Linked DNA regions of Mus musculus: all the other regions are linked to region 3. The links are chromatin contacts, called in public promoter capture Hi-C maps. All regions are on one chromosome and are shown on one strand. The core of a region is the stretch at or near the end of the contact, and the rest is flanking DNA. Distances in the headings are between cores, read along the strand shown.

What was found. Promoter capture Hi-C pulls out the DNA fragments that hold promoters and counts their contacts.
Region 1: a contact with region 3 is called in a promoter capture Hi-C map of hematopoietic stem and progenitor cells, with 4 times the contacts expected there. The contact joins the promoter of Espnl here to the promoter of Rbm44 in region 3. A contact is called at or near these places in 3 of 39 promoter capture datasets (the C10 cell line, the HPC-7 cell line and hematopoietic stem and progenitor cells) and 2 of 9 other capture datasets (adipose tissue and liver).
Region 2: a contact with region 3 is called in a promoter capture Hi-C map of the HPC-7 cell line. The contact joins the promoter of Ilkap here to the promoter of Rbm44 in region 3. A contact is called at or near these places in 2 of 39 promoter capture datasets (both in the HPC-7 cell line), 1 of 484 Hi-C or Micro-C datasets (embryonic stem cells), 1 of 115 datasets of contacts at active chromatin or transcription factors (large pre-B cells) and 3 of 9 other capture datasets (adipose tissue, liver and pancreatic islet).
Region 4: a contact with region 3 is called in a promoter capture Hi-C map of hematopoietic stem and progenitor cells, with 5 times the contacts expected there. The contact joins the promoter of Erfe here to the promoter of Rbm44 in region 3. A contact is called at or near these places in 5 of 39 promoter capture datasets (the 3T3-L1 cell line, the C10 cell line, the HPC-7 cell line and 1 more), 1 of 484 Hi-C or Micro-C datasets (CD8 T cells) and 2 of 9 other capture datasets (adipose tissue and liver).
Region 5: a promoter capture Hi-C map of the HPC-7 cell line shows a contact between it and region 3. The contact joins the promoter of Mlph here to the promoter of Rbm44 in region 3. A contact is called at or near these places in 2 of 39 promoter capture datasets (the HPC-7 cell line and cranial neural crest), 1 of 15 datasets of contacts at CTCF or cohesin (the NIH/3T3 cell line), 2 of 115 datasets of contacts at active chromatin or transcription factors (bone marrow-derived macrophages and pancreatic cancer cells) and 2 of 9 other capture datasets (adipose tissue and liver).

What each region holds. Positions count from the first base shown.
Region 1 is chr1:91,319,311-91,323,614 of GRCm38.p6, forward strand. Espnl (espin-like) reads left to right here and starts at 2,765. Exons shown (of 9, transcript NM_001033292.3): 1 at 2,765-3,116; 2 at 4,169-4,304. The coding sequence starts at 2,823. It overlaps Scly (selenocysteine lyase), which reads left to right. Exons shown (of 12, transcript NM_016717.3): 12 at 767-1,770. The coding sequence ends at 920.
Region 2 is chr1:91,396,971-91,401,106 of GRCm38.p6, forward strand. Ilkap (integrin-linked kinase-associated serine/threonine phosphatase 2C) reads right to left here and starts at 1,853. Exons shown (of 12, transcript NM_023343.3): 1 at 1,681-1,853. The coding sequence starts at 1,735.
Region 3 is chr1:91,142,078-91,146,374 of GRCm38.p6, forward strand. It overlaps Rbm44 (RNA binding motif protein 44), which reads left to right and starts at 3,026. Exons shown (of 16, transcript NM_001033408.4): 1 at 3,026-3,092.
Region 4 is chr1:91,363,677-91,367,745 of GRCm38.p6, forward strand. Erfe (erythroferrone) reads left to right here and starts at 2,754. Exons shown (of 8, transcript NM_173395.2): 1 at 2,754-2,972. The coding sequence starts at 2,805.
Region 5 is chr1:90,912,464-90,916,526 of GRCm38.p6, forward strand. It overlaps Mlph (melanophilin), which reads left to right and starts at 2,637. Exons shown (of 16, transcript NM_053015.3): 1 at 2,637-2,790.

The DNA of each region.
Region 1 (4,304 bases), core at 1,515-4,014, 180 kb after region 3:
GTGGGACAGTTCAGTGGGCATGTGAATGGTCCCTGTGCTAACCAGGAGAGGAGGACAAGGACCAGGCTCTCCGGAATCAGTGGTTCACAGAAGAGAGAAAGGACCTGGCCACACAGTGCCTGGAGTCCAGCACATGATGGCCGAGGCTCCCTTAGGAGCAGGGAGACTGAGGCCAGCTGGGAAGCAGGGGGGAAGGGGAGGTACAGATGGGAAGGGCACATGGGCTCCCCCAATTAAGCACTAGATGGCATTGCTCAAAGAATGTTTACCATGGCCGGGCGTGGTGGCGCACGCCTTTAATCCCAGCACTTGGGAGGAAGAGGCAAGCAGATTTCTGAGTTTGAGGACAGCCAGGGCTACACAGAGAAACCCTCTCTCGAAAAAACAAAAACAAAAAGGAATGTTTACCATGACTCCAATACAGGAAAGGCCCAGGAGCCAGGGCTCAGTGCAGAGCTGAACATAGTCGGTAGAAGCATGGGAGGAAGGTGTTAGGGCTAGAGAGCAATATGGTTCCCCATGTGAAGCACAAATGGGTACCAGAGAGAAATGGAGAGTGTTAGGGGGGCCTTACCTATGTCGGCTTGGAGGAATGTTTGGGCCAGGGAGTCTGGGGACAGGAAGACCCCAAACGGTGTCATCAGGGCAGGTAGGTGGGCACTGCGGGGACCCAGCACATCCACAGCTTGAGAGCCTGGCTGAGAGGCAGAAGGAGCACAGAGGAAAGTAAGTCCTCACAGCAGCCGATGCTCTCCCTCCTCTGCAGGCCATCCCCAGTGCTGCTGAGCTGCGGCATTCCTGTGGACGTGGCCCGGAATGCAGTCCGGCTCAGCGTGGGCCGCGGTACCACCAGGGCTGATGTGGATCTCATCGTACAGGACCTGAAGCAGGCCGTGGCCCAACTGGAAGGGCGGCTCTAGAACTAGCAGCCGCTCTCTGTAGCCAGCTGGACTTTTACCACTCGATCCATAGGAAACCGCTTGCAAAAGCCCTTGGTCCCTAAGCTGCCCCATCTCAAGAGCTGCGTTGAGGTGACTTGTCCTACTGTGGGGTGCAGAGTGACGAGGGGCTGCCCACCGCACAGAATCCCACCCCAGCACCCATCCTTACAAGCTCAGGACAGCCATGTCACATAGGACTTCTCCCTGTCACCTTCTGACAAAGGCCACAGGGGAATAGGAATATTCCAGTTATCGGGCAGCCTGCCAGGACCGCCTGACCCCAGAAGGCACCTTGGTCAGAAGACAAAACCCAAGTCTTGGTCCGGTGTCACTTAGCTGCTAGTGTGAGAATAGGAAAGTTGATTTTGACTCCCCCTCCTACCCCCAACCCCCCACCCCCGTGCTTCCCCTGTGCACCTACAGACACACCCTTCTCCAGTGCAGCCCTGCCTCTGCCCTCAGCCAGCCACTGCCCACCTGCCTCCCTGGCCTGATGGTCCGCAGATGTCCCATGCCTTGTCCCCGGAAGTCGAAGCTTACCCTGCCTTCTACTCAGGGATCCACCTCCAGCGTGGTACCGGGAGGCTGGTGCCTGAGCTCAGTCTTTGCCAAAGTGGGAAATCTGATCATTTCTCGCTCAGATTCCATTTTAATTTTATTTTGCAAAAGGCTGTGCCATCTTAAGGATGTGTGGCACACATCGCACCAAGGTTTATATAGGAATGTCTTCCTGGAGGCTGCTTTTTGGGTCTGTGGACCAAAGGATGACGCAACCCGTGAAAACAGTTGTCAGAAATTAAATGAACTAATGAAACATGTCTGCACCTGCTGAAGTGGCCTGGGCTTTCTCTGGCGGTGGTGGGAGAATCTCTGTCTTGCTGCTCGCAGGGATGTACACTTGTCTATCTGAGCTGAAGGGGAGGAGGTTTCTGATGTACCTTGTGAAATGACACTGCAGCCCCGGGGCTTGAAAGGGACTTCTGGTAGCCTGAGGTTGGTCTCTGATCAGCAGCTTCCTATAGCACCATGGTGACCCCACATTAGTCCTGACTTCCCCAGCCAAGGACCATGGATGGTCCAGACTCCCAAGAGTGCTGTGGCCAGAGGGGGCAATGTGGGCCTGTGAGGTCATCCCCTCAGCCTTACCTTAATCCAGCAGCCAAGGCAAGCTCCTCCAGTGTCGGTGCTGAGAACAGCCAAGGACTGGATTTCAGATACAAGCCAGCCAGGCACAGTTGCACACACCTTTAATTCCAGCAATGGGTGGATAGAGACGGGTGGATCACTGTTCTCTGTGAGTTCCAGACCACTACTTAGTGAGACCCTGTCTCAAGTAAACACACACACACACACACACACACAGAATGTGTATGTCTGTGTCTTGGGTGCCTTGGGTGATGGCATTTAGACTCTAAGGCTATCGCAGTGGGTCTCCTGGGTAGCCTGCTAGTCTATCACTGAAGTGTTTCCTGGGGCAGGTTTCTGAGCCTGAGCTGACTATAGCTGTGAGCACCGCTCGCTGGCTGGCTGGCTGGCTGGCAGGCTGGAGACCCATCCCAGGCCAGGAGCCCTGCTGAGGGGTGCTCTCACTTCACTCTGTAGATGGTAGGGCTCCAGCCGCTGAGTGGAATCTGCCAGCCTGACTTGCATACCCTTCCCCCAGGCCCGCACTCTTCATGCTTGGAAGGGCCAGGCACCCAGCCCGAGTTGCTTGGGCCAGGCTTTGAGGGCCAGTCTCCAGAGCCTGCCCCCCTCTTGCTGCCTCCCATCTGCCCCGGGAGCTGCTTATCAGGTAACCAGAGCCTTCAGCAGCGTCCACGCCTGAAACAGGAAGCCGTGCCGGGCCTGTACACAAGCCACTACTGAGAGTCAGACTTGAGGATGGAGGCGCAGCAGGCACTGGTGGCCTCCAAGGATGGGGATATGGCCACCTTGGAACGGCTATTTGAGGCTGGTGCCCTAAGACCAGACATCACTGATGATCTGGGGGCTGGCCTGGTGCATCATGCCACCCGGGCTGGTCACCTGGACTGTGTCAAGTTCCTGGTACAGAGAGCCAAGCTGCCAGGCAACCAGCAGGCACACAACGGGGCCACACCAGTGCACGATGCAGCAGCCACGGGCAACCTGGCAGAGCTGTGCTGGCTGGTCCGTGATGCGGGCTGCGGGCTGCAGGTAAGCTAGAACAGGACGGCTCTGTGCCTGTTTGTGAGGTGAGGTGAGTCCAGAAAGTCCGATCCCTAGAAGGCCCTGAGCTCTCAGTCAGAGATGTGTGCCTCTGCCTCTCCCAACCCATCCCTTCCCCCCTAAAAAACGCATAAAGCCCTTAAACACCAGCCACAACCTCAGATGTATCCAGCACTGGCACAGAAAAGTCACTGGGGTTTTTCCACACCTCCCTCAGCAAGGAGCACCCAGGGCTGCCAACGATGGCCTTGCCTGTGTTCAGGATCTCATCTCTGATCAGACCTGATCACCAGACCTGATCAAAGGGTCGAGGAGTGGATTTAAAAAGTGGCTTTGGGTACGCAGGATCTTGTACCCCTAGGGACACAGACTGTGGTAGTGAGAAGGCTCTCGAGTATGGCGACCATCTTGCTAGAACATTTCTATCAGAGCTACCAGCCTCCTACTTGCTTGCATGCCTAGACCTGCTTGGTACAGGCAAGGGACTTAGAGTTGTTAGCCGTGGCTGCCTTCTTGAGAGCTCGAAACAATCAACAGAGTTGGATAGAGATGGAGACACCTCCACGTGGCATAGAGCAGTGTGGTTCAGCCTCCACAGCATTGTTCACGGATCTATCCAATGACCCCGAGGGTAAAGGGCAGACAGACACTGAACTGTCTCTAGATTCACATTGGATCATAGCACCCTCAGGGAATGGCCAGGTCTACTGGATGCTTGACACCTTGAAGAGAAATGCCTTGGGGACCATCAGGGAGAGGGGAGAAGCCCAGAGGTCTAGAGGCTGGTGCCCTGGAACAGCCATGGTGGGAATCACTGTGCTATTAGAATTCTTTCTGAGCATGTGCAGAACGTACAGGGACTCAGCTGATGAGGATGGTAAGCAGCTGGGGTGGGGTGGGGTCCAGCTTCTTCCTCAGTCAGGGTGTTCCTTCAGTCTCAGTAGGGGGTGGAGGAACTGGAGAGGGACTGCAGACATTCTAGGGTCCTAGGGCTGCACTGGGACCTGCATAGACTCGGTGTCCTGCTTATGCCCCGGTAGGACCAAGATGCCTCAGGTGTCTCTCCGCTGCACCTGGCTGCCCGGTTTGGACACCCAGCCCTGGTGGAGTGGTTACTCCGTGAGGGCCATGCAGCCACACTGGAGACGCTGGAAGGGGCCTTACCACTGCACCACG
Region 2 (4,136 bases), core at 603-3,102, 250 kb after region 3:
ATGCATTCTACCAAACGCACAGGTTCTCTTTATTCCACATAGTATCTGCAGGAGGCATCACTTATTACACACATTTGCCAGCGGTTCCTGAAGGTCAAAGGCAGTGCAAAGCTTGATCTGAAGACACAGCAGTTTCCATTGTCCACACATCTTCCTATAGTATGTGAAAATGACTAGACTTATTTCTTAATTGCTCCCAGTACTATTTTGGAAAATTTGTTATACTTACCCATGCATGAGCAGGGTCAGTATGCAATTTAGTCTTATTCTTATGACTACATAACAACCAACACCATTTACTAAAGCAAAGTATGGTGTCGGAACATGGTCTGAGAATGGAGTCCTGTGAGGAGAATTCTAAGTGCCTGTGAGAAAACAAGACAAGAGTCTTGTGACCTCAGTTTCTTCAAAACACATAATTATTCTTGGAATGTGTTTTTGTGTCTCCCCCACCCCCTGTAGTGGATAGGAGTGAGTTTATTTCAGATTACTCAATATGTTTGGGGGGGAGAGGGGGAGAGAGGGAGGGAGGGAAGGGGCATGGGGAACGCATGTATCTGCTAAGTCCCAAGTTGAGTTTAAGGTTTTAGGTCATGTCAAGAGAGCCTTGACCACGGAGAAGACCCAAAATAACTTTGGATAAAAAGCAATAGGGACTACTAATGATGACAGATTTCTAGGCACATCTGGCAATCCAAACTCTGGTCCGAGCACATTCAGACACAGGTTATACTCCAGTGACAGATGCAAGGCTGCCTGTATGAGGCCAGCTTTACTCACAACTGTAACGGTGGTTATCTTCAAAAAGCATGGCTGAATCAAACTCAGTCTCAAGGCCTAGTTACTTAGAAGCTTCTGTACCATCAGAGTGGTTGGTGGGGGTACGTAACGGTGCCACTACCAGGAACAACTGCAAAAAGAGGACACTACAAAGCATCTCAGGAGTCTGGAGGTGCGCAGGTTAAAAACCAAAGCACAGGTGTGAAGAGGACAGGTCAATACCTTCTCATAACCCCAAGCTCCAGCATTCTTCCATGCTAGCCCGTCCCGCTCTGCCAAGCTGGAGATCTGAGCCCTCCCACTTTTGAACATTGTTTCCTTGCCTAGAATCTCTGGAAACCATCAGCCGAAGCCCTCGCTAAAGGCCGCCTCCTTCCCAGGTCTTTCTCACTAGTCTTCGGGTACCGTTACTCCGGACGCTTGGCGTTTCCCACGGTTTTTAACCTATGCCTCTGCGATCAGAACTGAACTCTCTGAAGGCAAAGGCTGGGTCCTCTTCACCTTCCTATTCCGTGCCAAAGACCTTCCCAAAACGTGGGCTGCAGACGCCACCCCCCATCCCCGGCCTCGGTTATCTAGCCGTAGCGCCCTGCATTGGCTGTGCAGGCGCCCCGCACCAAGGGGCTGGAAGTCGGAAACTTGTTAAGTTCTCGGGGTTTCCAGGACGCAAACAGGCCCGGGACCAGGACATTCCGCTGGGAGTCTTGCTGTAGCCAAATTAAAGCCAGAGTGCCCCGACCCTTCGGCGCGGGACTTCGTGCGTGTGCCACGCGAGGCCTGGACAGGGACCGCGCGGTCGCTGCGGCCTCGGGAGCCACAGGCCGAGACTGAGGCGGCGGTGGCGCGAAGATGGCGGAGGCAGCGCATCCCGGCGCCGCCCTTTTCCCCCGCGCCGCTTACCGGCAGATGGCCGCGGCGCGCGCTCGGGCTCCGGCAGGTCCCCGAAGAGGTCCATGGCGGCGGGGCAGTGGAGCGGAGGCTCCGCGCTACCCTGGGCGGCGGCGGCGGCGGCGGCGCCGTCACTCACCGCGGGAGACCCTGCCAATCGCGCGCCGCCCAGCCGCCGCCCCAGAGTGCTACGCGCGGGGGCGGGGCGGGGGTGGGCTGCGCAAGCGCACGGGCGCTCTTGGCCTGGGCATTAGGTCCCGTGATAAATTGTTATGGCGTTTCCCCGGAAAGAAGGGAGGAGTGGCGCCGAGCCTGACATCCAGACAGGCTTTTGGCCGGAGAGGCGGGTCTGCACCTGTCCACTGTTCCCTGTGTGACCGAGCAGGCAAAGCACCTTCTGACCGCCCGGGAGCAGGATGGCGCCCAGCGGGGTCTCAGCTGTCCCACTGGGATAGAGACCAGAAAAAAACACCATCACTGGCCAAGCCACAAAAGTGACAAACATCCCTCATCTCAGCCACCAAATTTATGACGCTTTACCAATTACAAAGTTGTGTTGTGTATTTTCCCTGGTCTCAGAAAAGAGCCACTCATGGAATTAATTCCTCTTCCTACCATACAATCCACAAAGACTTCACTTCCTTAAAGGTACCCAAATTTATTGACTACACACCCCAATCCTACCAGCCCTTTCCAACACCACCTTACCTGTTTTTTTTGTTTGTTGTTGTTTTTGGTTTTTTTGCCAGTGTTGTGTGGACTTCTTGGTGCAGTAGGTAACAAGTCATTGCTTCCTTGCAAATGTAGACCAGATATTCTCTAGCTGCAATAGGTGGATCCACCCAGCTGACCTCCAAGCCACTGTTTGAAGTTTTTACTGCACTCAGACAGAACTGTCTCTTCCTTGACAGATGTAGGATTTTGAAATAACAGCACTTTGTCTTTTGTCCATATATCTCATACACTTCTCAGCCCATCCCAACTTGATATCACTATGTTTTTAAAGCAGCTCTTGCTAAGTGTCTTAGGGTTTCCATTGCTGTGAACAGACTCCATGACCTAGGAAACTCTTATAAAAGACAACAATTGGGGCTAGCTTACAGGTTTAGAGATACAGTCCTTTATCATCATGGCAGGAAGCATGGCAGCATTCAAGTAGGCACGGCGTTGGAGGACCTGAGAGTTCTACATTTTCATCCAAAGGAAGCCAGGAGCAGACTTTCCTCAGGCAGGTAGGAGGAGGGTCTTGAAGCCCACCCCTAAAGTGACACACTTCCACCAATTAGATCACACCTCTTCCAACAAGGCCACACCTCCTAATAGTGCCACTCTGAGGGCCAAGCATATTCAAATCACCACACTAAACTTGATTTCCCACTCCTGCAAATAGACTCGTCGGCCACCATTCCACATGAATTCTGGCAGTGTTTGCCATGTGGCCTGTCTTTCCCTCATATGTATGGACATCTCTAATCATTACTCCATCTCTACCTGGTTTACAGCTCAACTTCTGGCTGCTAAATAAAATCTTTTGTGGAGACAAGAACTTGCTCAGTAGGCCAGGCTGGACTTGAACTCACAATGCCTCTACCTCCCCAGTGCTAGGACTATATATAAATCTCTGTCACCACCCCTGGCAATTGGAATTCTGACCTGACCCTAAGTTCTCTTCTGTTCTCTTTCCCTTCATAATCTCCATGCACACCAGGCTTGAACTGCTGCACCTTTGGACATGACTCGTTAATTTTCCTACCACCAATAGATCTCTGGGTTCCACTAAGTGCCAAGAACGGGTTATGGGTAATCACAGTACCTCAACTCCCTGACAGATTTCATTTTCTCTCCTACAAATCTTTTCCTTAGTCTGTTGCTTGACTTAAGATACTTGGGCAGAAAGCATGGCAATAGGAGTATGTGATAGGGGAGGGTCTTCAGTTCATGATGTATAGGAAACAGAGTGGAAGGACATCAGAAAGGGACCAGGATAACATAATCCAAAATGACAAGTTCTCAGTCACCTACTTTCTTCAGTATCCACTTCCCACCATCCTACCACCTGCCAACAATCTATTAAAATGTTAAACCTGCCAATGAGTTAAAACTTTCACTAGGTCAGAATCTTGTGATCTAATTGTTTCAGAAAGCACACACTCTCCTGCCCTCCCCCAACTATGCATTTTACTAATTCTGTAGACATCTGTTAATCCAGTCAAGTTGCCAGGCAATGGCCGGCGTCACAATGCCCGTGTGCAGACACTGGTGTGGACTTAAGTTTTCTGCTTCTTTGACTAGACGAGAAGAGTATGTTTGTTTGGTTATATAATGAAAGCATATTTAGTTTTGGAAGAAATTATCAGTGTGTTCCAATGTGGTTGTTCCATTTTACCTTCCCACCCATCCTGGGAGTGCCTGCTCTTTGTATCTGTGCCAGCATGCCAGCATGCCAACATTTGTTCTCAGTCCTCTGG
Region 3 (4,297 bases), core at 1,776-4,275:
TGATGTACCTAACCCTCAAGAGACTGGAGGCCCCAGGGAGTTCAGAGGTCAGGTGGCATAGGGGGTGGGGGCATCCACGTGGAGCCAGGGTGGGGTGGGGAGGAGGTATGGGATGTGGAGCAGTCGAAGGGTGGATGGAGGGGTAGGGAATGGAATAAGGAGTGTAAAAAGTGAGTTACAAATAAAATTAAATTACAAAATAAGGAGGAGGAGGAGGAGGCAGGATAGGCAGATCTCCAAGTTCTAGTCCAGCCTGGTCTACAAAGCAAGCTAACCAGGATAGCCAGGGCTACACAGAGAAATCCTGTCTTGAAAACCCAGCCAAACAACAAACAAAAACAAAACCCAAAATTAATCAAAACCCCTGAAGGCTGGGGATGTAGCTCGGTGGGAAAGCACTTGTCTAGTATGTAGAGTCCCTACATTCTTTTTCCCGTATTGCCCCCCAAAATATAAATTGTTTCCCAGACATTTAATTCTGAACTCAGGTAACGAAATTTGTCTGTTCTGTTTGGACTACTGTGAGGAACTTCCTTAAGTTCCCGGTGTGAGTTAGTTATTGCTCGGTAACAAGTTAATCTAACCCATAGCTTCCCTCCCGCTTCTGTGCTATCAGGAGTCTGAGGGTGACATAGCTGGATAGTTCTGGTTCAGGATCCCAAATTCCCAGGGACTCTTTTCCAAACTCAAACACTTGCTGGTGCCCATCACTTACTGTTAGACCACTGGCTCAAGGCCCTGATGATCCAGCCTGGGCACTCCAGGCTTGACATCTGAGCTTGCTTCTTCCAGAAAGATCTGGAATAGAGGGAATAGAAGGAGGGAAGAAAGAAGGGAGGGAAGGAGAGAGGGAAGGAGGTGAGGAGGGAGGGAGGGAGGGAGGAAGGGAGGGAGGGAGGGAGGGAGGGAGGGAGGGAGGGAGGGAGGGAGGGAGGGAGGAACAAACAGTCTGGAAGCCAAACCTGCCCTGAGGAGTGATGTGTTTGTTCTCAATGAGAAGGAACTGAGCTCCATCACATTGGGCTTGTTTGTTTGTTTGTAGTCTGTTTTATCTTGAGATAGGATCTAGCTGCACTGGCCACCCTCACTGTTTATATAGTTTGCCTGGTAACATATAACAAGACCATGCACAGTGTGGGCCCTGCCCTCTAGGGCCAAGACAGCCCATCTCCCCAGATCCCAGAGGCCCTTCATCTAGATGATCCACTGTCTTCTATGATCTAAAATGCAGACACATGAAAGCTGACACTTTCTGCATTGTTTCTTTGGGTAGAAGGGGACAGAGTGAGCATTTGACATATTTCTGCCAGCCCAGGAAAAAAAAATTCCAAAATATCTAAGTGCTCTACAGCAGTCAGTGGGGGAAGAGCTCCTAGCCGGGTATAGAACGTGGTCTGCAGTGTCCTCAGGGTGCCTTCCTCCCCATACACTTCCACAGCTACAGGGCATCCACCGCTCTGAACTAGACACCTGCCCAGACAAGGTATAGTGTCCAGCCTCATCTGAACCAATTTGCAGAACAGATGCCAGACTTAATTATCTCAGTAGCATCTCTGAATGAAATGGTGATTTCAGAAATTAAACACAAATTCACTATAGGTAAGAGGAGACTTGCATGAGCAATTGAGTTACTGCAAGGTGACACTGTGCAGGCCCACAAACTTATTCACAGTCTCCAATTCATTACTGAACAGCACCCAGCTGCTGGTAGGTCAATATGAGTTTGGCAAATCAATTTATTAATAAAAGAATAAATGAGGCCTCTGTCTCTGATGGAGCAGTTTGAAGGTAGACCCAGGTTTAAACCCATTTTGTCCTTATTGAAAGGGCCTCCACTACTCTTTGGTAATTATGTTCAGACAAGTAAAGTCACCTATGATGCTATTGAGATGTTGGTCCTCCTGGATCGTCTAATTTTGTGCAAGCTTAAATTATCTACCGTATCTGTACTGAGAACACAAACAAAATATGTATGTGGGAGGGGCTAGAGAGATGGCTCAGTGGTTAAGAGTACATACAGTTCCCATAGAGGACTCCATTTGGAATCCCAGGACCACCAGGGCTCACAACCTCCTATGAACTCCAACTTCAGAGAATTCCATGCCCTTTTCTGGCCCCTAAAGACAGCGCACTCAACGTGTACCTACCCACCGAGAAACACGCATATAGGCGTAATTACAAATAAAAAGCTTTAAAAAATATGTATATAATGAAAATTTAAAACCTCAGCAATCAAATAATCTTTTGTTTTGTGTTTTTTTGTTGTTTTTTGTTTGTTTGTTTGTTTTTGAGACAGGGTTTCTCTGTGTAGCCCTGGCTGTCCTGGAACTCACTTTGTAGACCAAGCTGGCCTCGAACTCAGAAATCCACCTGCCTCTGCCTCCCAAGTGCTGGGATTAAAGGCGTGCGCCACCACTGCCTGGCTCAAATAATCTTTTAATGCAGTCATATAAAAATCAAAATGAATACTAAGAGATCCATGATACCAAACTAAATAAAAACAGGATCACAAACAGTGTTCTCCATGGAGCCGTTTACAACCTGACCAAAATGGAAGAGAGGAGAAAAAAAAAAAAGGATACTGGTTTGGATAATTTTCTCATTTTGAGTCTTTTTCTGTTACTTTTTTGTTTTTAATGATTGTACTGAAACAATCTCTTGCTTTCTGAATTTTGTTGTACGCCCATACATTTTGTCCCAGAGGCAAATAAGTGCCCCACTCTAGACCCCCTCACCCCGCAAAGAGGATGCAGGATGCAGCAAAGCGCAAGCCACGGGGTTCCATGTCTAGGGCACACACAGCTCTACAAACCACAGGCACTCACCCGCTTAGCGCCTTTTAAGTCTCGCGAGAAGATACTCCCAGCGAGTCCAATCCAAGCCCCGTGCAGCTCCTTCCCGCGCATTTAAGCCCCACCAGGCCAATCATGGAGCCACCCTGTTACACAGCCAATAGGAGCTCTCCTCGAGCGGTGGGTGGGCCTCCGGCAGCCGTTACCCGCTAAACCCTGGGACACTACTCCTTGGAAAGTAGAGGAGGAGAGAGCAACCTGGAGGAGAGGTTGACAGCAGGGACACAGACGACACTTACGGTGAGCCCGGAATGGAGGCGAGACACCCTAGCCTCACCCACACCCTGGGCAACAGGGGCCGGTAGGAGCCTGTTCGGACCTATGCTGCCCTGCAGCAAAGTGCCCGCTCAGTTGCATTTTTTTGATCCCACCACCACGGTAGTAATTTGCTCTTGCAGGCTGGCCTGGAAGTCACCCTATGCATCGACACACCTATTGGTTAGGTGCTGGGCATGGAACCCAGGGGGCTCCTTCATGCTAGGCAAGGGTTCTGCCACTGAGCCAGGTCCCCAGGCTCGCCACAAGCACTGTGAGAGTGACTAAAGAGACAAGTGGGCACTCAGTGACAGTGTTGTCACTGAGGTCAAAGGTTGTTCTCTGGCGTCTGCACACACATGGTGCACATACAGACACGCAGGCACACATCAGTACACGTATCTGATTAAAAAAGAAAAAAAATGACTATGCTAGTTCTGGTAAAAGAAAAAAAAAACATGCTGGTAAGTCTTGCCTTTTTCCTCACATCATAAGATAAAATCCTGGGTTTATCTCTTGATTATAAGGATTCATCAGCAATCCACACCTGTCATTTTCTTTGAGGAGAAGTTTGTAAATAGAGATTTAATTTCCTTAGGTGCTAAGAGACCATTGAAGAGTTGTCAGATTTGTTAGAGAAAGTGTTTTAATCCTCTATTATCGCTTTAATATTGCCAATAGGTTAGTGGTTTATGTTTTCTCAGACCAAGTCTTATAAAGAGTATCAATTCCATTTGTTTTTAAGAAACAACTTTTGTCTTGTTTGCATGCACGATTGCCCGCAGAGAACAGAAGAGGCCATCAGTCCTGAGCTGGACTTTGGTTCTGAGTCACCCACTGTGGGTGCTGGGAATCCCACTTGCACCGTCATAGAGCAATAAGTGCGCCTAACCACTGGGCCGTCTCTCCAGCACATGCCTGGTTTCTTGTTTCTTCAGAACCTTCAGGCATTTCTGGTAAATCTTTTGTAGTGAAAGGATTCAATACTATTTTCTATTGATGGTGTGTGCTGGTTCTTGAACCCAGGTTTGCTGCATGAGATGTGTTAGGCAAGTGGTCAGTCTACCACTGACTTAGAGTGCCCAACCCCTAAAGCTGTAAATGAGTGCTATTTTAGCTGCATACTACATACTAAATTTCAAAATGTTTTATGATTTCCATTGTGATTTATTTCACCCAGAGACTTTTAT
Region 4 (4,069 bases), core at 1,504-4,003, 220 kb after region 3:
AGCAGCCTGACAACCACCCTCTGACCAAAGCAATCAGAACATAGAGAGGGAAGACAAAACACTGGCAGAGTATTCTAAAGCCACCGTGGGGCCACAAAGTGAGCAGGAAGAGGGACAGCCACCAGCATAACACACAGAGACTGGAGCACACCAGACACTCAAGAGATCCTCCTGTCATGCAGGGGATGGCCACAAGGCACCCCAAGAATCATATCCCAGAATCCCTAGGAAAACAAGGACTCGGACATCTGAAGCTAGTGAGGACTTCTAGTTAGAATATAGAGTGCTCCACAGCACATAAAGCCTACAGGAGCATCCAGATCCCTCAGGAGAGCCCCCAGACCCTCCAGGAGCACTCAGAGCCTGAGGGAGCACTTAGATCCCTCAGATCCCTCCGACCCCTCAGGAGAGCACTCAGATCCTACGGGAGCACCCAGAGCCTTCAGGAGCACTTAGAGTCTGAGAGTACTTGAGCCCCCATGTCTCAGTGTTCTAATGCTGTGAAGAGACACCAGGACCAAATCAATATTTTTTAATGATTTACTTACTTATTTAATGTATATGAGTATACTGTAGCTGTCTTCAAACACACCAGAAGAAGGCATCAGATCCCCTTACAGATGGTTGTGAGCCACCATGTGGTTGCTGAGAATGGAACTCAGGAGAGAACAGCCAGTCCTCATAACTGCTGAGCCATCTCTCCAGCCACAACCAAGGCAATTCTTACAGAAAAAGGCACTTAATTGGGGGATTGCTTCTGGTTTAAGAGGTGCTGGGGCTTATCTGAGCTACATCCTGAGCTGCAGGCCAGAAAGACTGGGCCCAGCATGGGCTTTGAAACCTCAAGTCCACCCTACAAGGCAGCACCTCCTAATCCTTCTAATCCTTTCAAACAGTTCTATTCCCGATGACTAAGCATTCTAATATATGGGCCTATGGCAGCCATTGTTACTTAGACCACCACACCCTAGGAGCACTCAGAGCCCATAGGAGCACTCAAGGCCTACAGAGCTGCTGACTGCAAGACATGGTACCTGGGCCTGGATATGCCTTGGTTTGGGGACTCCTTGATTCTCCCAAGGTCTATCCCTCATTTTCCTCCTTTGTATGTTAGGGACAGTCACGTGATCCGAGTACTGATGGTCCATCCACGTTCAAGGCATACATAGCTAACGACACCACTGCTAGCTGCAGGTACTCTTGAGGCCGCACAGCCAGTCAGCCTCAGGCAGGCTCCCACTGTCTTTGAGTAAAGGGAAGATTTCATGCCCATGACCTCATCAGCCTACAGCCTTCCTTTGAAGAAAGAGGGACACGGAGAAAGCTTGGCTCATTGAACTGCCGGGAAGCTGGGTCAAGGCCATGACATGAGGTCCCAGGAATGAGGATTAGATTTCTGCCATGCAAGAAGGCACAGGGAGGTCACTCGCTGCTCTCCTGCCGGGCCCGACTCACTCAGAATGTTCACTCAGACCCAGGCACCACCACACTCAAGGGTCCCACTTCTGAATCAGAGATGCCACTCCTTTGAGGCTGTGGACCCTATGCTTAGCGCCCTGTGAGCTTTGCCATGCACTCCTGTCCTCCTGAGGACCTTGCTTTCAAACAGGACCCTGCAAACATGCGGGAACCTTTCCTGAATGGCTAGAGCTCTGGGGCTATGCGCCTGAACTGGACCGCGTCATTACCTTGAGCTAGGGTCCAGGAAGCCATGCCAGTACCAGAACTATTTGGATCTGGGCCCTCTGGAAGAACCCATGACATCACTAGGACAGTCCGTTGTTTGGGAAAATAACTACTTTCACATGGCAACAGATCTGGTTGTCAGCGCTCCAGCTGGGGCCCTCACTGTGAACAGAGCAGGGTCACTTGATATCTTAGGGTCATGCTTCCCAAATCAAGTCCCTTCTTTGGACTCCCTCTTCTAGCCTTTAAGGGCACCTGGACGCACACAATTTAAGATTAAAACAAATCAAGCAAGCAAGCAAACAAAGGAAAAAACAAAAAACAAAACAAAACAAAACAAAACAAAAAAAGAAACAAAGAAACCCAGGTGTGCTGCTTTATCTACAGCCAATGTAATGACAGCAGCTCAAGGCAGCTAGGCCTGCCTCTCTGGAGGAGAACCACCCAGAAAAGGCCTCCTCGCAGTTCATCCTTTAGGATTTGCCACATCTGTCCTGGTTGAATGCTCCGTGGTGGGCAGTGGGCAGCAGTCTGAGCTCCATCTGCCTGGCTTAGGACATCAGAGGGATCCGACCTTTCAGCCAGACTGGGTCAGTTCTCTGTAGCTGCTAGTAGCAGACTCCGTAGCTGGAGCCTGAGAGGTGCCAGCTGTGCAGATACATCCGGGGTGGGGAAGAGCAGGGAAACCTTAAAAGTGCTCCAGGTTCCCCAGCTTGAAAAGGAGGAGCCATAAGGGCTGCCATATTCTCAGGTACTCAACTTGTCATTAAGGCCTGGAACCATGAGAAAAGAAGAGACCCGGGGCGGGGGGAGGTCCTAAGAAGACGTGCAGAATGGTGCAGTGGGTGTCCTTAGAGAAAGGGGGGGGTGTCTTAGAAAGCCTCGGGTGCAGGGCTAGGAGAAGAGAAGCTAACCCTGGGCTACAGGCAGCAAAGTGGAGGCGTGCACGGACCGGATCGGGCGCCCGCCTCCTCAGGGTCCCCTGTGCCTGCAGAGCGTGCCCTAGCCGCGAGGGGGCGACGGCAGCGAGGGCGGCGCGCGCGAGGCGGGGGATTCAAGCGCGTTATAAGGCGCCGACCTGACCAGCCGTGCTCTTTACTGCCGCCGCCGCCGCCAGCATGGCCTCGACCCGCCGCCCCGTCGGAGCTCGCACGCTGCTCGCCTGCGCCAGCCTACTCGCCGCCATGGGCCTCGGTGTCCCTGAGTCCGCGGAGCCCGTGGGGACTCATGCACGCCCGCAGCCGCCCGGGGCCGAGCTGCCCGCCCCGCCAGCCAACAGCCCGCCGGTAAGACGCAGCCGCGCCCCACATCTTCCTGTCCCGGGGGGCCCTAAGACGGTGGGGAAGGTGGCACCCCTTGCTGCGCAGTGTCCAACACTGGGGATACGTCGCTCTCAGGGGCTCTGTGAGACCCAGGGTTGGGTGGATGCGTCCTCTGTACCGTGGCTTTGGCGGCAGAACTCCACTAGGCCAGTAGGAGAGATTGGGAAAGGTGTGAAATGCAGTTAACTTGCTCCTCGTGAAACTGGAAGACTGGTGAGAGAGCGGGGCTCCCAGATCTAGTTCCTTTTTGTTAGGTGACTGCGTCTGGGAAAGGAGTGATGTAACCAGGCTCTGCCTGCGATCCCTCCCAAGATCTCCACCTGAACTGCTGGGGTGGAGACGCAGGCTGGGGAGGGTGTGGCTAGAGGCCTGGGGAGGGTGGATTGGTAGCCTTCATTGGAGCTGGTCAGTCCTGTTGGTGAGAGTTCAGGGAAGAATTTCAGGGTCTAGTTGATCGCTCATGCTGTGGGCCAGGCACAAGGAAACCCCAGGCCAGCGCGCTCTTCAGTTCTCAGCACCCCAGGGGCCAACAAAACATCCACTAAGACAGCTGGAGATGGTTACAATACCTCCCTCTGCAAGGCATCCCTGGGTCCTTCCACCATCCCATTTCTGCCTCCTTTGGTGGGAGTAAACATGTCCTTGTTGTCTGAAGCCTCCCCCTGACCCCCAGCCATCAGCCTTCAAAACTTTCATGAGGTCCAGACATAGTCACCAGGAAGTGGGGAGTAGGCTGGACCTTCCCAGTGGAATGTTGGCCTTGAACCCTCTTTGGGAGGGGCAAGGTGTCACCAGTTCCCTGATAGCTGGAACCCAGCTCCCACTCCAACTCCTGGGGCCCCTGACCAACATGGCTCCATGTATTTTCGGTGCTGCCCTCAAGTTGACAGTGGTGCGAGTCTGTACACAGGCCACCGGTCCCCTGGAAGGGTCAGTACACCTGTTCTGACCTATAATGGAAGCACTGCACTGTGAGTGTCCACTGAGGGCATCAGACAGCAAGAAGCATAGAAGCCTCCATCATCCTGACACAGCAGCCTGGCCTGTGACCCACAAGACCC
Region 5 (4,063 bases), core at 1,387-3,886, 230 kb before region 3:
TCCAGCCCTATATTATTTATATATAATATGTGTGTTTCTCTCTCTCTCTCTCTCTCTCTCTCTCTCTCTCTCTGTGTGTGTGTGTGTGTGTGTATGTATGTGTGTGTGTGTATCCAGGCTTGCTGGCTGCCAGCCTAGGTTCCGGGGCAGTAAAAGTCACTGTCTTACAGGAATAAGGTGGAGAGTGATGGAAAAGAGTCCATATGTCTTCTTCTGGCCTCCTCATGCACACTCACATACACATACATGTATATATCACAGAAGCACAATACAAGTGTGTATACACACATACATGTACATGGGGGGATGACTGCTAGATGTAACTGAAGCTGGAGCCCATCCTCTGGAATGTCCATGAGGATGTCATGGAGACAGGCAGTCTACCAAAGGCAAAAGGTCCTGACACGCAGCGTCATTTCGCTGATTGAAATCTGAACTTCAGGAGGGCCATCCTGGTTCAGTACATACTGTCACCTGACCACCCATACATCCTTCACAAGTGGCTGAGGGGAACGAGGAGTCCTTTGTGTCACACCAGTGACTTCTTATCACTTCAAGATTGCTTCATCAGTTTTAAAATTGCTTCTACATTGCATGTACTCTTTGACTCAAATTGAAATTCCGAACTTCATTTTTATTCTAGGGATCATGCTCTGAGTGTGGAAGGATGGCTGCAATCATGTCTGCACCATCTGAGGCACACTAAATACACAGTGTTGATATTCCTTTCTACAGTAAGATTTGTAGCAGAATTATCTTTCGAAAAGAACCTGCCCACCAGTAAACATCAAGCAACCGTGCAGTACATAGCCTACATCATCAGACAGGATGAAACGGATTTCTGCTGGCCTTAGTGAGTGTTTGCCAGGAGCTCATGTGGCGGTGTGCTGTGAATATTGAGTCCAAAGCAACTTGCTGTGTCGAGTTTATTACTAACACCAGGTGCCGGACAGCAGTGAGGCTGTGGGGGGCGGCCTGTTCAGGGTGAGGCTGCCAGAAAGTCATGCTTCTCCTAAGAATCCCAAGTCACACAGCTGCTGCTTAATCACACACACACAACCACATACTCAGTCATATGCACACACACACACATAATCACATACACAGTCATATGCACACACAGAGAGACTCACACACTCAGTCATGCACACATACACAGAGAATCACATAGTTATATGCACACACAGAGAGAGTCACATACTCAGTCATATGCACACACACACACACACACACACATAATCACATACACAGTCATATGCACACACACACACACACACACAATCACATACACAGTCATATGCACACACAGAGAGACTCACACACTCAGTCATGCACACATACACAGAGAATCACATAGTTATATGCACACACAGAGAGAGTCACATACTCAGTCATATGCACACACACACACACACACACACACATAATCACATACACAGTCATATGCACACACACACACACACACACAATCACATACACAGTCATATGCACACACAGAGAGACTCACACACTCAGTCATGCACACATACACAGAGAATCACATAGTCATATGCACACACAGAGAGAGTCACATACTCAGTCATATGCACACACACAATCACATATTCAGTCACACACACACACACACACACACACACACACACACACACACGCGCGCACGCGCGCGCGCGCACACACACACATCTGCAGATGACCCAAAGCATGTCTTCTAAGGTTCCCTTTCCTCTCCTGCTGACAGGGAATAAATGCTACTATCACATCTGTCCACCCTGGAGCTAGTTATTGTTTACGGCCCTGTCTCTATGTTGCAGATGCCAGCACTGAGTTGTAAAAGTTGTCCTCAAAGAGTAGAGGCCTCTCTCTGTAGCTCAGGCTGGCCTGGCTGGAACTCAATACTAAAACAGGTTGGTCTGAAACTTTCAGCAATCCTCCTGCTTCAGCCTCCCAAGTGTTGGGATTTTGGGTGTGAACTAGCACACACTTGGCTAAGTGAATTTTTGTTTGGTTGGTTTTTTAATATAGCCATAGGGAAGGGGTCAGGGTGCTCTTATGCTGCGGCATGGGGGGAGGTTATGTTCTTTCAACATCCAGGGCAGATCTCTGGGTGGAGCTTCTCAGACCACAGACCTACTGGACTGTTTTCAATAGTCAAGGCCTTGGCCGGACTGGGGGGGGGGGGCCGCTTGTGAGTCCATCTGAGGGCCTGGGGGACAGCGACTCCAGCTGGAAACCTGGGCTCACAGTCTCACTAAGAAGTTGGTGACTTTGGGTAGGGCGCTTTTCCTCAGTTTCCCTGTCTGTGAAGCTAAGTAAAGAGTTAAAATGGATATTTGCGGAGGTGCCGTGTTCTCAGAGGATGCGGTTTGCCAGCAGATCCCTCCTATGGGGGACCAGAACCCAGTGGTGGAAATGAGCGCACAACTCCAACGCGTGTTCTGCTCTCAACCGGCTTGGGGACAAGGTGCCTCTGTCCTCCATACCCACTTCAGCGCCTCCCAGGAGGGCCACTGGAGTCCGCTCTGCTCTTGGCCTGTCCAGGCACCCTGGGGTGCACGTCGATCCCGGAGCTGGGCGGGTCAGGAGTAGCCCACGTGATCTGAGCCGCAAGTTGGGCAGGACCGGCGCCACAGCTGCCTGGATCCCCGCACACAGCTCTGTCTAGCTCAGTGCACCCTGACACTGGCCTCGCTCGGTGCCTGGGGTTTCTCTCTCAGGAGCTAAGAGAAAGGAGCAGAGGCCAGGACCCACCGAGCCAGAGCTACAGGCTGGGCATTCCCAGGAGAGAGGCTGGTGAGTGCACCAAGGACCTGGGGCTTGCAGAACTCCCAGAAGAGGGAATCTGGCTCAGGGAGGGTGCAGCGACACCTTACTTCTGAACTCTGGGCTTCTTCTGGATGCCTTAAACACAATGGGCGAAATCCTTGGGGAGCCCATTTGGGGCTAAACAGTTGGTTTTAATTAAAAGCTTCCTTTGAGCTAAAAGCTGGTGCCTTCGGGAGACTTGGACCGGAGCCCAGGGTGAGAGGCTATTTGTACAGAAACTTCCTCTTGGCTGCCCTCTTGGCTTCCTCTTGGCTGTCTTCTGGGAGCAAGAAGAAAGCAGATAGGTGCATGAAGGAGGCACCTGCCCTCCTCCGGACTTAGTGGAATCATGTTGTTGTTGTTGTTGTTGTTGTTGTTGTTGTTGTTGTTGGACCATAGGTCCTCTAGGCCCTCCTTCTTATTATGAAGATGTGAGAGGAAATGTGTTAACACCTCGAGTGTCACCCCACTGTGTCCAAGCCTGGGAGAGAGCTGAGTCTCACAGATGCAGGAAGATTTCACAGAGCACACACCTATGTCCTACTGACCTGAACTAAAAACACAGTTCTTTGCTTTCATCGGAAATGAGTTGGTGCTGTTGTCTGTTCTGTTTCTATGCCACAAGGATTGCTCTTGTTTCCTTCTGAGGGCTTTGAGTAATAACCAGGGTACAAGACTCCCCTAGATACCCAGGGCACAAGTCTCAGGAAAAGGGATGGGCTAAAGACCAGGGGTAGCTGGGCATTGAAGTTGGTGAACCCCTGAGCCTGATGGCTCCCTGGCCCAGATGTGTGTCATTTAACACACACCCATCTCCCAACTGATTACAAGGCCTTAGTAAGACACAGCAACAGCTTTCCTGGCCACGAGCATCACCCCTCCGGGCCCAGGTCTCCAAGGTGTCACTTCTTAGAGCATCACCAGGCAAGGTGGGGAGGTGAGTTCTTCCATCTCACCCAGCATCAGTGCCCCATCTCCAAAGTGGGTACCAGGGCAGGTGCCTCACAGGACTTGGAACCTGGTCCAGGCACAAGCATGAGAAGCTGGTGGGTCATCCTGATGCATTAGTGACTCTGAAAAGCTGCTGAGAACTAGAGGAGGAGGGAGGTTGGAGAGGGACACTGGGGGAGGGGGAGGTCAAGGAGGGGGAACTGGGAGAGGGGGGAGGTAAGGAAAGGGTAAAGAGGACACCAGAGCCTGTAGGCTAATGATACCGTTCCCTTCCTTCAGTATGGATGCAGGACGGCCATGTGTGCTGGCC